Regions from separate parts of the Gossypium hirsutum genome. Here region 2 is linked to region 1. Evidence: chromatin contacts called from public Hi-C data. All regions are on one chromosome and are shown on one strand. Each heading gives the region's core, a stretch centred on a gene start, on an enhancer-like site or on the middle of the called end of the contact. The rest is flanking DNA. Distances are from core to core; before and after follow the strand shown. Region 1 holds the start of LOC107933978 (photosystem I reaction center subunit XI, chloroplastic). Region 2 holds the start of LOC107941910.

Region 1 (2,543 bases), core at 21-2,520:
AGAGAAAAGTGACAATCACTTGATTTACAATTACTTAAAAAGCATAAAGACGATGGTCTTATTTAACGTAGTAAGGAAGGTCAAGTACATAAAGAAGAAAATAAGCCCAAATAACACCAGAGATTCCACCAAAAAAGAAACCTCCGCTAAACTTAGCCCATCCTTCAGCTGTTTGTAACTGATCAGGCTCCTTCTTTCTCCCAGTCAAGGTTAAGCTTGGAGCTGTAGAAGGTTCACTTTCATTGAATGATGCAACACCATACATGGTTAAGCAAATGCTTAGGATTATAACTAAACCAGCAGCTGCTAATGAACCAGCTTGACCTGCAACAGCTGTGTTCCTTAAAGGACCAGCTTTGACAAATGGACCTACTAAGAGGAAACCATGGGCTAAACCAACTTCTATGCCTCTTAGAAGTGGGTTCACTGCTGTTCTATAAGCTGGAAGGTTGGATAAGTACCAAGCAATTAAAGGACTTGATGTGATTGGTGTCTCTAGACTTCCAATGAATGGGTCACCATTAATGGGTTGAATTACTTGAAATGTTGGCTGCAAAAAAAGAAAAAAAAAAACCCCTTAATTCATCATTTATGGGGAAGCTGGATTGTATTTTTCTTTCAAGAATGGATAAATTAATTTTTGTACAATAAATGAAAGAGTATACTAATCTATTATATTAAAAATTGCAATCATTTTTAGAGTAAAGAAAGTAAAATACAATCTAACTCCTTTCTAACACAGATACGTACACTATACATTTTATCCCATAAATGGGTTTACGACCATTTGCTTACCTTGTCTGATTGAACAGCTTTGACAGTGAAACAGGGAGTTCGGGTCTTGCCGGGTGAGAATATAAATGGGGCTCCGGAAATTCCCTTTGGGACAACTAGTTTTCTTGTAAGAGATGATGTAAAACTGCTCTTCAGCCGACTTGCCATTGGAGAAGTAGTAGCCATTGAAGATCAAAGGGAACTCAAGAAGGAGAAACTTGGAAGTAGAAAATATACAAGTAATAGAAGCCAAGGTAAAATGAGAGGATATGAAGGCAAAGAGTATCTAATTCTGGGAAAATTGTGGTTTAAGAAAGATGAGGTGTCAACATAGAATATTTTTATTGGATAGGAGAATGTATAAATCTTATCATCCCCTATCCATATCCATTGCACCAAATATTGCACACATATTATAGATTTCTTTGGTTATTAGTTTTATCACTTCAATTTTGCCACTGCCTTTTTTATATATTCTGCTGGTCAAAAATTAGTTTGCTCAACTTCAACGTTTGATCTGAATTATTTACTAATAGCTGTGGTAGTAATTTATTCTAGCTAAGAGTGTGCAACTCGTAAAAATTAATAATAATAATAATAATAATAATAATAATAATAAACTACATCTAAATTTATGTTTTAATCACTAAATTTCAAAAAAATTAAGTTATTTGACTATTTAAATGTAGGACCTTTTTTGTTCATACTGTTGCACTAATTGAAAGCTCTCATTTTCTTTTCTTTTTTTTATACACTTTAATTTTTTTTAAATAAATAATTTTAAATATTACGAAACTAGAAACTAAAATGCAAACAATTTTTTTTTCAATTTCTAACACTGATCGTTAAATCGCAATTTAAATCTAACATATATTTTTCTACGCATCGATAAATATTAATCAACCGTATTAATCATTGAATAGTCACTTAGAACCGCTAATTAAACCTTTAAAAACAAGTTAACCCAATAATTTAAATAAAAAGGTTTTGAATAATTAACTTAAATAAAAAAATTTAAATCATTTAATAAATATTTTGTAACCTTCTAAATTTAAGATATAAATTTACTAATAATATAATCACCGTGCAAGTTGTAAAAAAAAAAAAAGTTTGCTGTTGTTGGTGTTATGAGGTGGTGAACTGGATTGGTGTTAGACTGACGCAGTGGACTGATCCAGCTGCTTGTCTATACTTGGTATTTGGGCCTTTGTAGATCTGAGCTGGTTTTTCTTTTTTTTTTCTTTTTTTTTTTACCAACATCCCTCATTGCGAGAGTATTCTAAAGAGATAAAGCGATTAACCACAAAAATGTGCTGCATTGTCGTTCCGATAAAAAAGGATGAACCCCAACCCGAGCTAGCCATTGTTGTGTGTATATATAGGATAAGAATATTATCCTGTTAGAATACACCATGTAGCATACCAAACACTTACCTGTGCAACTTCCACAATCCATACAAAACTAGGAGAAAAGAACAAAATATAAAATAATAAAACAACGGATATACATATAAAAGAGAGTGCATATATATTAGAGGATCAAAATATCTTCGTCTACACCAGATTAAAATTAAACAGCACTTTTTTTTTTCCATTTTTTGTTTTTTTTTTTTTAAATACTAAATCCATTCATACACTGCACCTGAAAGGTTAAAGCTAACCGCTAAAGTGAGAGGATCATAGTTACCTTTATGCCATTTTTGGGAATTAGTGAAGATACGGAGTCTGATACTGGTACCCGTTTCCGAAGTAGTTCCCATGACTAGGAG
Region 2 (2,543 bases), core at 32-2,531, 220 kb before region 1:
TCTACATTTCTCAATATTTGAGCATTCAACAACATTGACCATAAGGAAATCATGCATATTGACCAATAAATTGCAGACCACACTTTGGAGTTTATATCTTTATCTTTATATATTATATATACACACAAACACTTACAAAAACTCACACATATGCATATTGCCCTTCACTTCACTCAGGCTAACGCTTTTTGTAGCGCCTTGCACCTGAGGCAATATAAGGATGCCAGCGCCCAAAATGCACCTTGCGCCCTTGACAACACTGTTCATAACCACAACAGCGCAACTGTATGGAACATTCAATATACTATGATCTTAACAGCAACATTAGTACTATGGACAGTATATACATGTATATACATACATATATATATGTCCATTCAAAAAGATAAAAGAAACATAACTTTGTGAGCATTAAACAGTGAAGTAATATCACATGCAATGAAAGATGATAACTTCGATTTAAGTCGCTAATCCTAGACAATCCTAGCAATATAATATTTATATGTATAGATATTTCAATGTAAATGGAGCAAATTGTTCACCAAAAACTCGCCGAAGATTCTGTAATCTTCCTAGCTGGCTGGACAAGTAAGAAGAAAGAGGGGAACTTATATATATGTGATGATCATGCATATTATAAAGCCTTAAGAATTAAAGACAAAATGTCAAACACCTTATGATCTTCCATATTTTTTTAACTAACTCAAAAGTCAATAAGAAAATTTTATTGGATTTTAACACTAGTTCAAGAGCTGAATTTACTAAATAAAAGCTTAGAGAAGAGAAGAAATCAAGGGTTTGTTTCAAGCTTCAATAAACTAAAAATTTTCCAGGATTTGTATTTTTTTTCTTAATATTTCCCAGTAAACAAACAGAACTAAAATTTCTAGAAGAGAACAAAGGTCAGCTTATCCTTACTCAAAGCCAAAAAAGACTTATATTGAAATCGAAAGCACAAAGAGTTCAAAAATGCTAGAAAAAATAGCAATAAACGACCCTAACATTAAAATTCAATAGAAAAATAGGGCATTAAAGTTCAGATAAAAAACATTTATAAAAGAACAACCTTGAAGCCTAATTCCCAGATCCAGACCAAATTTATCAACCATTAAAAAAACCTAAAAAAAAGGTTTCATATTAAAGCACAAATAAAACCCAGAAAAAATGGAGAAAAAAAAGAAGATTAAACATAAAGCACCCACTTGGCCACTTGCATTTGCACGAATAATTTTTTTTCTTTTTTTGCATAATTAGATGATTTTGAAGGTACAGTTCTGGAAATCCGCATCTTTGTCTGGGATCAAGATAAACGTAGTTTGATCAACAGTCCATATATTGACACGTAGCTCATCGGTACAAATGTACGATTAATGATTTACTTGTGATGATAATGATAAGATTTAATGAAGATCAAAACCACAAAAAAGTACAAGACCAAATTAGATCTTTTCGCTGTTGTATAAAATGTACTGAATTGTGTTACCGCGAGTTTATAGCGCGTGATGTAAACGTATGGTGGAAAAGGAGGTTAAAAGGGTCATTTTATGAGATTGGTGAGAAGTCAAATGTGGATGTGAGGGAACGTGATGGTGAGTGCGGTGGGGGCTGAAAATAAGTTGTCCTCTTAAAGTTGAATTCCTTTTTTTCGTCTCGGGATGGATTTACTAAATTGCCCCCAAGTTGGTCGGATCACATTGATATTTTTATCTAAAGGGTAAGGTTAATAAACTATTAGTAAATTTTTATTTTGATCAGTCAATTTTAAAAAATTATAAAGTGACCACTAGATAATTTGAAAGTTTGAATTTAAGTTATTGGATTATTATAATTTTTTTAAAAGTCCAACTAGTAAGCTCCAATAGATGGTTTGATAACCTATACGATGAATCAATACACATTGATGAGTAGAAGAAGATACTTTAGATCTAAATTGATCTGATGATCAATATCGAAGATCATAAAAGAAAGTAATTTGAATTTTGGTTTGTAGATTCGTGATATTTATAACTGTTTTATGAAAAAACTGAATTGTAAAAGAGAAGGGGAAATAGAGCTTTTAGTTGGTACATGTTGTACAAACAGAGAAGGTTATACAACAATTATTTTAATAATTAAGTGACTTAAATGAAAACTTTTGAATAGTCTAATAATCATTTTGTAACTTTTTGAAGTTAAGTGATTAAAATATAAAATTACTAATAATTTAGTCACCTTGAGTGTAGTTTACCCTTATCTAAATATTATATATATATATTTCGGAATATGGATTCTAAAGATTATTCATGAAAATGTGTATTTTTTGTGTTAAAATATTTGGAAGGTCCTTGTATTATAGGGATTGATATAAAATAGTCCTTTTATTCTTAAATAGTAATTTTATTATTAAATAGATCAATTTAGTCTCGGTATTATTAAAAACAATTAAATAAGTCCAAATTATAATAAAGTTAATATTTACTATATAAAAATATCTTGAAAATTATTATTTTTTCAATTATAGTTGAATTTCAAACAAAAAATTCTATTTAAAAAACCATAAAAAT

What was found. Hi-C and Micro-C count contacts between places; a contact is called where the count stands out from the background.
Region 2: a contact with region 1 is called in a Hi-C map of leaf, with 2.2 times the contacts expected there. The contact joins the promoter of LOC107941910 here to the promoter of LOC107933978 in region 1. A contact is called at or near these places in 2 of 34 Hi-C or Micro-C datasets (both in leaf).

What each region holds. Positions count from the first base shown.
Region 1 is chrA07:15,140,350-15,142,892 of Gossypium_hirsutum_v2.1, reverse strand. LOC107933978 (photosystem I reaction center subunit XI, chloroplastic) reads right to left here and starts at 1,270. Exons shown (of 2, transcript XM_016866303.2): 1 at 796-1,270; 2 at 1-550. The coding sequence starts at 960. The coding sequence ends at 59. LOC107934000 (FRIGIDA-like protein 3) reads right to left here. Exons shown (of 4, transcript XM_016866326.2): 4 at 2,280-2,543. The coding sequence ends at 2,482.
Region 2 is chrA07:15,361,024-15,363,566 of Gossypium_hirsutum_v2.1, reverse strand. LOC107941910 reads right to left here and starts at 1,281. Exons shown (of 3, transcript XM_041117631.1): 1 at 1,067-1,281. The coding sequence starts at 1,109.